Linked DNA regions of Rattus norvegicus: all the other regions are linked to region 3. The links are chromatin contacts, called in public Hi-C maps. All regions are on one chromosome and are shown on one strand. Each heading gives the region's core, a stretch centred on a gene start, on an enhancer-like site or on the middle of the called end of the contact. The rest is flanking DNA. Distances are from core to core; before and after follow the strand shown. Region 1 holds the start of Ntaq1 (N-terminal glutamine amidase 1). Region 2 holds the start of Zhx1 (zinc fingers and homeoboxes 1). Region 3 holds the start of Fam91a1 (family with sequence similarity 91, member A1).

What was found. A called contact is a pair of places that touch in the nucleus more often than the background predicts.
Region 1: a Hi-C map of liver shows a contact between it and region 3, with 3 times the contacts expected there. The contact joins the promoter of Ntaq1 here to the promoter of Fam91a1 in region 3. A contact is called at or near these places in 5 of 12 Hi-C or Micro-C datasets (the Rat2 cell line, Schwann cells, liver and 2 more) and 1 of 1 datasets of contacts at active chromatin or transcription factors (oligodendrocytes).
Region 2: a contact with region 3 is called in a Hi-C map of liver, with 4 times the contacts expected there. The contact joins the promoter of Zhx1 here to the promoter of Fam91a1 in region 3. A contact is called at or near these places in 2 of 12 Hi-C or Micro-C datasets (liver and mammary epithelial cells).

What each region holds. Positions count from the first base shown.
Region 1 is chr7:91,572,579-91,576,302 of GRCr8, forward strand. It overlaps Ntaq1 (N-terminal glutamine amidase 1), which reads left to right and starts at 1,281. Exons shown (of 6, transcript NM_001025024.2): 1 at 1,281-1,509. The coding sequence starts at 1,421. It overlaps LOC120093937 (U7 small nuclear RNA), which reads right to left and starts at 3,470; the gene lies at 3,409-3,470.
Region 2 is chr7:91,498,366-91,502,342 of GRCr8, forward strand. It overlaps Zhx1 (zinc fingers and homeoboxes 1), which reads right to left and starts at 2,103. Exons shown (of 4, transcript NM_133620.2): 1 at 2,050-2,103.
Region 3 is chr7:91,857,151-91,861,058 of GRCr8, forward strand. It overlaps Fam91a1 (family with sequence similarity 91, member A1), which reads left to right and starts at 1,930. Exons shown (of 24, transcript NM_001127578.1): 1 at 1,930-2,221. The coding sequence starts at 2,150. It overlaps LOC134479911 (a long non-coding RNA gene), which reads right to left and starts at 1,911. Exons shown (of 2, transcript XR_010053804.1): 1 at 1,797-1,911; 2 at 1-123.

The DNA of each region.
Region 1 (3,724 bases), core at 31-2,530, 290 kb before region 3:
GCAAGCATGCTTTCCCACGCTCTGGTGTCTGTCCAGAGCTGACCGCACTGCAGGTTAGGCTGATCACACATGATGGACTGAACTAGCTCTGGTCTGCTCGAAACTGCAGGGATTCTTGCCCTTGCAAAATCTTTCCATCCTTCTACTCAGAAAGCTTAACCTTACACTCATTTTACCAACCAAGAGAGGCTTCATGACACCCTCCCACACACCACTGAGCCTCTGTTGAATTGAATATTCAAGCTGAAGCAATAAATTGGTAACAGACACAAACACATGTTTAGTTCTTAGGATTTATGGGTTTTGGAAAGCAGCTAAACTTCACCAGTATACCACCAGCACTTTATGGGATTTGGGCCCCAGAAGGCTGAGAGTCTGGGTGGCCTATAAACCAATCTTAAGAGGTTCAGTTTTTGCAGGGACGTTCTGAGCACTTACAGCACACACAGGAAACTGGGATGTCTACAGAGAGTTCTCTGTGTCCTTCATTCACCCTGAATAAACACTTTTAGCAATTTGGTGTCTTTCCTTCTGAAAATAAATATGGTTAACACAACATGCTATCCAGACTCTTTAAATAAATTTTTTTAAAGAAAAATTCTTTTGTAGTCCAGGCTCACCTTGCACTCAAAGCAATCCTCCTGCCTCAGTCTCCTGCATGCAAGGATGCAAGGACTATCCGACACCACACCTGGTTAAAACTTTTTTCTTTAAAACACACACACACACACACACACACACACACATCCAGATTAAAAGAAATTAAAATACAATATGGTCAGATTTGGATGCACTCGCTCAATTTTAGTCTTTCCCTCTTTCTCGGTTCCTGCTCGACTTCTAAAGCTTCAGCTGTCATGCCCAAGAATCTCTTACTTTAGGGTTTCTTCTGGTTTCATACAGCTGGCAACCTTAGCTGGAGAATAGGGGTATCCGGAAACTCATACCTAACACTGCTACAACACAAGCAATCCCTCCACCTGAGGGCGACTAGGTCCACGCAGCGCAGCTCAAGAACCGTTCGGTCGGAGGCGAGAGAAGCCTCTGAGTGGATCCTACTCAGCCCCAGGCTCCACCCACCATGTAAGACCTAGCAAGAACTACACAGTTCTTGGTGTCCGAGGATTCGCATTCCCAGCCGCCACTCCAGCAGTCCCGCCCCACCCCACCTTAGGCCCCACGCCCACTCATTCTCCCAGTCCCGCCCATCCGGAACCACGCAGTCTTCGTCGTCCCGGGCTCCGCCCTACGCTGCACTGGGTCCCGCCCACCCGGCTCCCGGCTCCCGGCTCCCGGCTCCCGGCTCTTCTACCCGGAAACTGTCCTGGCAGTCTACACTCCTGTCCTCTCCGCTTGGGAGATTGGCAACAATTGTGGCTAGCGGGTTGTTTAGTTGTTCTGTGAGCCACAGTTTCGGGTCATGGAGGGGGACAGCCGCGCCGCCACGGCCTCGCAGTACCAGCCGGCCTGCCCTACGCGGGACGCATGTGTCTACAGCAGCTGCTATTGGTGAGGGAGCGCGGGCGCGGTCCCCGGGAATCTGCGCGTCTTCGCGCGCCGCCACCAATGCGTTCCTCTCCCGGTCCTGCTCCGAGCGCGGCAGGCCCACACTGCCCGGGTTTGGCGCCGGGATGAGGAGGTTGGGGAACGCATTTCTGGTCTCCATAACTGGGCGAGGGCTGTGGGGTGGAGTTGAGGCGTCTTAGTGCACAGGGACGAGGTAGCGGAGTTAGACTGGAGACCCTACGGTAACTGTTGTGGTCTGTGTTGTTTCGGGTTGAAATAGAGGTCTTTTTAATTTTAAAGACAATGGAGACACAGAGTTTGTGGTAGCCGGAAACCCAGTCCATGCAACTGGCTATCCTGATCACCGAACTGGCGTGATGATAATGGTTACATTTGCACTGTCCTTGCCATATGCCAAACATTGTTTTGGGTGCACGGTGTAAATTAACTCAGTTGAAGCTCACAGTAACCCCAAGAGGTAGGCTCTGTTGTGATCGCAGCTTTGAAGAACTCTGAGGCACAAAAGGGTGCTGCTGTTTTACACAAGACCTCAGGATTGTGAGGTTAGTGCCCTTAGGCTACCTCTGCAGCTCAAACACTGTCCACCTTGGCTTTTTGGCTCCCAGGCCTCACCTTCCTTTTGTGTAGGGACTGCTTCCCCAACCCAGAAGAAATCTCAGGATCATGTAAACATACTCCTCCTCACTCTACCAAGGATACTAAGAACTTAACATTCATTCAGCCGTGACCACTTTAACCCAAGTCCAGTTGCTTGCTCTGGTTCTCAACTGCCCAACACTGCAACCCTTTAATACAGAGCCTCATGTGGTGATCCACAGCTGTAAAAATTTCATTGCTATTTCACAACTAATTTTGCTACAGTTATGAATCATAATGTAAATATCGGATATTTAACCCCACGACCCACAGATTGTGGGTCCACAGAGAGTGGATGGTAGAGCAATGTCTTGGAGACAGGTTCTATGGTAGTTATTGACAGAACAAAGGCTGAACCATAGAATGATTGTGGTTTGCCTCTGACCACACAACTAAGTGATGGAATGAGATCTGGAGTCTACATGGTGGTTGGAAGTCTTTGCTTTTTAGCTGTTGCATTGTATATCTGCTCCACTTGGTTTCCATTGCTAGTTTTTATCTGGAGCATTTCTGTATCTTTCATTTATTCAGTAAATATTTTGTTGGGATGTGAAATGTATGTTGGTTGATTCTGTCTGTGCACTGAGGTTTTAGCAGTAAAGAATGTGGATAAATTTCCTGGCAGTGCCAAGGAGCTAGGTCCTGGTTTCTAAAAGGGGTGTTTGGGATCAGTGAAAACAAACTACTTGGGGGTTGGAGAGATAACTCAGTGGTTAAGAGCACTGACTGTTCTCTTCCAGAGGTCCTGAGTTCAATTCCTAGCAACCACATGGTAGCTCACAACCTTCTGTAATGTGATCCGATGCCCTCTTCTGGTGTGGCTGAAGATAGCTACAGTGTACTTATATAAATAAAATAAATACATACATCTTAAAAAAAAAACCCCAACAAACTACTCAAAGTCAAATTGTGGGTCCAAGCTGCTGTCCTCTGCTGAGATGGCTCTCTAGATTGGGCTTTCGTTCTCTCTCTCTCTCTCTCTCTCTCTCTCTCTCTCTCTCTGTGTGTGTGTGTGTGTGTGTGTGTGTGTGTGTGTTTTCTGCTCCAGACAACTTTCAGACCACTCTGTGTGCTCTGCTCTAGACAGCTTTTTCTTGCTATTCTGAAAACCTTCCAGTTGAGACAGCTAGCTTTCTGCTCAAGACAGCTCTCTCTGTTAATAAAAATTCTAAAAGCTCTTTGAATAGCTCATGGATTTTCTGACCAAAGTCAGAAATCCTGTTAGAAAAAATTGAAAAGTAATTCTTGGGTTTTCTGATCAAGATCAGAAAGCCAGCGGGGGAAAAATTCTAAAAGAGCTATGTTTGCTCTTCAGACAACCTTCTCTGGATAGCTGCTGGAAAACATTCCTAAACAAGCTGTGTCAACTAAATAAATCCTATGAGAAAAAATTCTAAAAGAGCTATGAAAAATTCTGAAAGAGTTGGGTTCACCCTTCTTGGATTTTCCCACCATGTTCTAAATCCTGTTAGAAAAAAATCTTGAAGAGCTGTTTTTGATCTCCAGACAGCTCAGCTCTCTAAGAACTGCTACTGCTTATTTCATGAAGACCAAAAGCCCA
Region 2 (3,977 bases), core at 853-3,352, 360 kb before region 3:
AAATATATCAAGAGATAGTTCTACAAAAAAAATTCATTGATAAAATACTGTAAATTCTATATTTTAAAAAATGCCTAAGGGCCAGTAAGGTGACTTGGTCGGTAAAAGCATTTACCACCAAGCCTGACAACCTGAGTCTGATATCCAGAACCTACATAGTGGGTGGAGAAGCAACTCCTGAAAGTTATCCTCTAACTTCCACATGCATACAGTAGGATGTGCACATAACTGCATATAAACACAAATAAATAATAAATGTAAAAAAATTAGTATCTAAGATTGAGATGGTGGTACATGCTTGTAAGCCCAGCACTGACAAGGAAGAGGCAAGAGGATTGCCATGACTTCAAGGACAGCCTAGACTATGTTTTGAAATGCCAATTCAAAACAAAATCTAAGATTATGCATTTTACTTTGCTAAATTTACTAATTTACAAAATTAGTCTGTATACTTTTAAAATGCTTGGAGGATGGAGAAACTAAGTAAAGAAAATATTCATGACTGTCCTTTTCTTCATATGCCTTGTTACCAAACTACCGTCCTTGACAGCACTCAGCTTTTCCTTCACTTAGAATCTGGAATCAGAATTGCTTCTTTAGAAATAATCTAGTGCCAGTAGCCTTGTTAGGACAAACTTTTACTAATCCCCATTACCAGTATGAAATAATGACCTTTTCAGGGCAGTTTAAAAAGAAACAGGTAATTACCACTGCATACAAATTAAAGTGTTAGGACAAAGACTTCTGAAATACAATGACCAGCAGCACCACAAAGAAAAAGGTGTACTCGTGTACCCCGCAACACAGGCTTTTCCTGGGGGAGGAGTGGTTCCTCCGGATTTTCATTTGGCATCATATTAACCTCAAAGAGAACTGCTTCTTCGAGTTACATGGAATCCCACCCTAAATACGTCACAAATTCTCAATCGGCCTCTCTTATAATTTCCTCCTAAATATTATCTCTTCTCGGTTTGTTTTGGTTTTGTCTTTTAGAGAAGGGTTGATGACAAAAAAGTACTGTAAGCAATTCCTACCTTATCTACGCTTCTTCTCCACATTCAGTTTCCAATTGCTTTTCCCAGAACCTTAATCCCTAAGCTAAGGAGAGCAAACAGAATCTTATTCTTCGGTTTGGTTTGTTTCTTACTGGTACCTTTGGAGCACCGAAACAAAGAATTCTAAGTCCCTCTCTTGGAACTTCAGTGTAAATACACAAGGAAAGCGCTTCTGTCAGGGCTCGGCTTCCCTGCCATCAGACCCCAGTCCTTTTTATTTCCTCTTCCTAGCCAATTCCCTTGAAGCCCCAAGGCTTGGAGATTGCTCTGGTCCATCGCTCTCCCAAGTCTCTGCACTCACGCTCCTGTACCTCTGCAGAAAGAGACAAGTGTGTTTCCACCTTCTTTAATTAACTTCTCCCCTAAAATCCTGGTCTTCCTCAAAATATACTTCGCATTATACTTCTTAGAGATGCAACTCTGAGTCTTCCCTGTTGATGTTCCCATTGCTTTGACCCCAAAGCCAGCGACTACAGTCCAGCAGGAGATCCTTTGCTGACTCTTCAGAGGGGCTGCGCCGCGTCCCCACGAGGTGGCCCCACGCCTCCGGAGGCCCAACGCTGGAGATCTCCCCCAGGACCCGCCCGGTAGTTAAGGTCTGCTGGCCCAGAGACGTCCTCCCCTCAGGGAGACCCCATCCCCTCAACACCCCCAAGTTACTCAGTGCTCTCCCAACCAAGGCACTGGGGCTTTCCCTCCAAGCCCCCCCGCCCAGAGCTCCGTCCTCGCTTTCACACCCTCGAGAGAACCCGGGAGCTGAGACTCTGTCCGCCCCGCCGCGGGGCAGGCCCGGTCCCTCGGGGTCGGATGCTGCGTGCCCCAGCGCCGTGGGCTGGGTCAGGGGGTGGGGGTGTCTCTGCCCCGCTGCTGCCCGTCCCGTGCCGCGCCAGGGCCCGCGCCTCTAGACTTCCCCACTCGCCACGAGCTCTAGCTCGGGTTCCACCCGCAGCCCCGCAACCGCGAGGCCCAATACCCAGCCGGCTCGCGCAGCTACCTGCAGGGGCCGCCTCGCCTCAGCGCCTCGCCGCCGCCATCTTGCATTTCAGAGCGACTGCACTTTTCAGGGAGTCAACTCTGACCTGTGAACCCTAACCCCGGAACCACTCGGAGGGCCCTCGCGCGGGGGGCCCACGGAGCTCTGCAGCCCGGCAGGAGCTCCAAGACGCCAGGCTAGGGTGCGAGAGAGACTCCCGGTCCCTAAGCCTACAAGGGCTGCGAGGAGGAGCCAACCGAGGCGGAGCGAGATGGGCGCCCCACTCGAGGACTTCGCCGCTCCTCTGGGATGCGACCCAGGCCGCTCCTCTAGAACCCTGCGCTGCGGGAGGTGTGCGCCGCCCCGCCCTCTGTCAGGAAGAGTCACGCCCCCTGTCAGGAGGGAGCCACGCCTCTGTCACGAGAAGCCACGCCCTATCATGAGAGGCTCCTCCTTCCGGCCTTGCGAGGCTCCACCTCCCTCAGGCGATTGCTCGGCCAGCGGTCGTCAGAAGTTGGACTCCGCCTCCCGCGACCGAGGTCGCTGTCTCCCGTGGAAACTGCCTTGGTCTTCCGCCACCCCTTCTGTCTTGGAGCCCGACTCCTAAGGTCCCGCCCCTCCCTAAGCCACTCCCACTGTCACTCTCAGCTCCTCCTTGGGAGCGCCCTCTGGATTCCAGCCGCGCCCCCACCCGCTGTCAACAGTCCCGCGCTCCTGTCAGCTGCAACTCCGCCTCTTCTAGCCCGAGTCCAGCGGGACCCGTAGTTACAGCTTTGGACGGGAAAAGTTGAGTGTGGCCCCACTTGGAGCCTTCCGCCTCTGCCTGCTGCCGCAGTCCCTCTTCCCACTGCGAGCCACACTGACTGAAACTGAGCTCTCAGTGGGCACCAGCCCCTTCGCGGCCATCTGAGGATCTCATCATCTTCCCTACCTGTCTTTCCGCCCTCTCATCATTGTTACAATGAATATACACACGAAGGCAAAAGGAAGCCACTCATAGTGTTCTGTGTATTCACGGCTCCGGACGTAAGAGAATTCTTTGGCGCCTGGATGTTTAGTCCCCACCCCCATCCCAGTCACGGACCCTTTGTGTTTGTGACAGAGCTCCACCAAGCCACACCAGTCCGAAAATCTGCACTCTACATTTGCTTGAAGGGAAGACTTGGCTGCTGAAATCAATGCGCACAATATTTAGTTGCATCCTAAAATTCTAAAACTTGTGTATGCTGAGTCTTAATGATGATCTCACCAGCAGAGGTACTCAACCCTGTCCCACTCTCAGCCCGTTCTTAAGACAAAAATTAACAGCACTCTAGCTTCTTGAAACTAAATTCAGAATGTAAACTACTTGTACAAATAAGTCAAGAAATCAGTGTAATTTTTTTTTTCGGAGCTGGGGATCGAACCCAGGGCTTTGCGCTCGATAGGCAAGCGCTCTACCGCTGAGCTAAATCCCCAACCCCGTAATTTTTAATAAGAACAAAAAATAGAAAGTAGTTTGTAATGCGATACTAATATCAGTAAAACTAAAACAATGCTTTCTCCACGATGTATTTAAATACTCGTGTCCCTCACAAGAAAAAGAAAAATACAAGACAAAAAGTTGCACACACACACACACACCAGTTTATGCTCACCCAGAGACAGTTCCAGGTCCACTGAGAATCCCAGTTTAGAATTTAACTATAAACAAAGAAAATATTTCAAATTCAGATATTCAACCTTTGGTTCATGCATTCGACCATTTGCTTTTTGAGAACCACACATGCCAGACACCAAAGGAGATATAAAACTGAGTAAGGTCATCCTGTCATCCATTGGTATCTAAAAGGGATTGTTCTGGAACCCTCCACAATACCCAAATGGAGCATTATTCACGTCCCTTAAATAAACTGACTGGTGTGGAATTTGCATCTAATCTGTGCAATGCCCCCATGGAGTTTACATCA
Region 3 (3,908 bases), core at 680-3,179:
CGTAGGTTAGTTGATGGATGACCAGAACTGCTTTGTTTCCTAGCCTTTTGAGGAAACTGGAGGCAGCTCAGTCCTTCCACGAGCATCTTGTATTTTTATAAATTGATCTGATTCTGGGTCCCACTATGGGAGAAAAATTGTTATTTGTCTTCTTCCTGTCCACATAGCTTTGACCTAATGCTATTTCCTCCTTCAAAAGTCTGCTTTTGGGGGCTACATACTGAGAGCCTTTACAGGTCACCATGGCTAAGATTTTCAAAGGTCTGTACTGATTTAGCAGGCATCCATTCACCATTACTAGTTTCGGTTGAGTTCAAATTAGATTTATTATTTGAAATAGAAAAAGGATGGATAGGTTCAGGCCAGTTTAACTGTTATTAGCAGTTGAAATAAAAATTTGTGGGGATTTTAAAATGATGTCCTTAATTTTCTTGTTACTTACATTATACTAGATAAAAAAGATTTTGAAGAATAATTTTTTCCACATGCAGAATTATGAAAAATGTAAGGGGGTGATTTATGTCACTAACTCTAAGTGAATTTTCCTAAACTGGAGAAGGAGGCAGAATATTTCTGTGAAGGTTACCCCTGAGGAATTCAAAAGGTGGTTCTAATAAACAGCCTTGGGCTGGGCCTGGACAGTTGACTCAGCAGCTGAAGTCACTTGCTGCTTTTGCAGAGGGTCTTGGTTTACCCTTCATATGGAAGCTAACAGCTGTCTGAAATCCAACTTCTGGGCACCTGATATCTGATGCCCCCTTCTGGCCTCTGAAGGCACAAGGCACACAGGTAGTGCACACACTACACATACATGTAGACAAAACACTCAGACATAAAATAATAAATAGTAAAAGCCCATGGGCTCTGTCAAACTTGAGCGATCTTGTGAACTAGTCATGTAACCTTGCCAACCTCGCTTTCTTCTTCTGCTAGGGCTAGTAGCAGCAGCAATGTTTCACCGAATGTTGAGAGATAAGAATCTATTGCAAAGCAAGAGATTGATATATAGTAGGCAGGTCATACTTTTGAATTCTGCTACTTTGTTGGGGTTCAGTACTATTTAGCTATGTTAAGGAGGGTCTCAATAGGGTACGAAGCTCCTGCAATTGGTTAACCAGAACAACACACCTATGTAAGAGCCGTGTGTACTATAATATTCAACTAATTAGATATAATGGTATGCCTCAGACTTGCTAGTTGTTGAGGTATAGATTAAACATCTTAAATGTTTTCAGTTTGTTATCAGTAGTGTATAATGAAACATGACTTAAAAACATTGCTTTAAAATGAAAACTTGACAAAGAAACACGGAAGTTGTGTCTTGCAGTTAAATGAGCTTGCTTAGGAAACACAATACACTCTGGAAGAAACTGTTCCCAAAGACCTCAGGAGAGCTGTACGAATATCAACCCGAGTTCCGTGTTTAAAAAGCTACTGAAGCTAGTTAAAATTTCTGCACCTCAAATCCCCACATTTTAAGAATTTGGATCTTGGAAGGAGTCCAACGTTCTCCATTCCCAGGATACAGCCAATGGTTGGAAGGGATGACGCCGCTAGCGACTCTAGGTCAATGGGTGGGGGTTGGGGGACGGGCACACTCGAGTTCTCCGGGACCTTGTTTTGTTCGGCAGGGTGGCGAGAGTGGTTCTTCCATTAGCAGCGTTTTTGCTAAGACAACCGACCGCCGTGCCTTTAGCCGCCTGTCCAGAGCCACTGGGGACACATATTCGGGAAACTGAGTCACACAAGCTCAGCGGTGCAGATCAGAGCCTCTGTTACACGCAGGCGCAACTAACCCGGCTCCCGAGGGTCTCTGGGTCCCGCCTTCCTCGCGCGGCTCAACCACGTGCTGGGGGGCGGAGCTCCACTCGGCCGCAGGCCAGTGAGCGGAAGTGACGTCGGCAAAGAGCCATTTCCGGCAGGCCGAAACTAGGAAGAAACTTGAAGCTGCTGAGGCACGGGTCGTAGTCCCCGCCACTGTGCCCCGTGGCCCGCGCCGCGCGGAGCTGTGGAGGCCTGGCCATGGGGTGGCGCCGGGCTCGTGCGGCGTAGACGTACGGCCTCCCGCGGGCTCCACTGACGGGCCGGGCGCTCGCGGGCGGCAGGCGGCGTGGGAGCCGCGGCCACTGCGGGCCTGGGCTCCGGCATCATGAACATCGACGTTGAGTTCCACATCCGGCACAATTATCCTTGGAGCAAGTTGCCAACTAACGTGAAACAGGTATGGCTCCTCCCCGCTTCGGTGTCGCCTGACCTGCGGACCGTGGAGGGCTCGGGAAAACTGGGCGTGCGCTGTCTCCCAAGAAGGCTGAATGAACTCTTGGTACCTCAGCCCGCAGACTCTATATAAGCCAGGCGCCTACGATCTAAAATAAAGCCCCCGGACCCCAAACTTAAGAGTGGTGGGAGAAGGCAGTACAAGACAGTTCAAACGTTCCTCCTCTGTAGCGTATCTGGAGGTTAAGTTGCCCATTTAGAGTTGCATGTGTAACTGGAAGCATTTAAAGTTGGCTCTGGAAGACCAAGAAAAGTTAATAAGATAAGGGACGAAGCCCTTCCTCCCCCAAGGAGGGGGAAGAACGTCTCCAGACATCACCAAGGCTCGGAGATGTGTTTCGATGCATTTGGAAGTGTCGGCTGAATGCGTGAGAGTAATATCTGCTGAGGTTGGCAGGGTAGTCAGGTCTGATTTGAAAGGGTATGTGTGCTTTGAGTTGTCGGACTTCGTCCTTTAGACAGGCTGGTTTTGTAAAGAATGTGTCAACGGGAGCATGACCTGAGGGTTATTTTATTTTATTTTATTTTTTAAATCTAATGGTGAATGGTAGTTTTACTCAGCAGCATTTATTGAGCACCTACTAGTTGTATGCCTGGTTTTGGATGTAGATAGTTTGCAGCACTCAGACAACGATCCTGTCTCCACGGAGAGTCTGTTTTATCAGAGACAGAGTAAATAGACTCATGAAAGTACTGAACAAGACAGGTGGTTTGAACTCTTACGAAGGCCTTGATGCGTGTGCCACATTCAAGGCACCGTTTCTCTGCCCTCCATTTCTCGTTCAGTTCCACTGATTTCTGGTTTCTCTTGGTGATAGGCAGCAGATATGCTTTTGAAAAGTATGGAATGGCGGTGATAATGGTTTTATGATTCTTGTGGTTCACTTTGAGTCCTAGTTCTAGGGGATGAGTTAAGGGTCTGGTGAACATCACATGACAAAATACTTTTAAGACACCAGAATCCTAGATAATAGCAAGGTGTGTTTCAGGGACAAAGGTCTCTAGAATGTCAAAGATGTCAAGTTTCTCGGTTTCTGAAACTTGAAAAAAAGTCTAACTCTTTGGAAATAAGTTCCTCTTAAGTTTGAATGAGGTTGGCACTTTTTGTCCTTTAGACAAATATGTTCTGAGACATATTTGAAGACAAGTAGAATAAATAGTCCTTTATTTCCTTTTTAAATAGCTTATACCCAACTTAAATAATTGATTCTATTAGTATTGGCAAAAGCCTCCTCAAACTTAATTGCTCTTACTAAATAATAGGACAGTGCTAAAACTTAAGTCCAGATATAAACTGATTAGTTTTTGCGTGTAAAACCACTGAAAGGCCCAGTTCTTTTGTGTTAGGCTCAATAAGGCCTTTGTACACATTTGTTTCTGCAGACCTCCAGCCTTTCCATGGTTTCCTGAAGTTAAGGTCCACTTTAGATGATATCACCCTTCTGTGTGGTTTCTTATCTTCAGCGCAGGGCCTTCTCATCCTCTCCACACTGCCCTGGAGCATGGACTGAGGTGCTGAGGCAAGCCCAGTCCTCTTACTGGCAGTAGCTGCCTTTTATAGCTTCTTTTGATTGTCTCTCAGATGTCTCTTAGAGATTCCCTAACCCTCCAGTCCAGAGTCACTGCCCTCA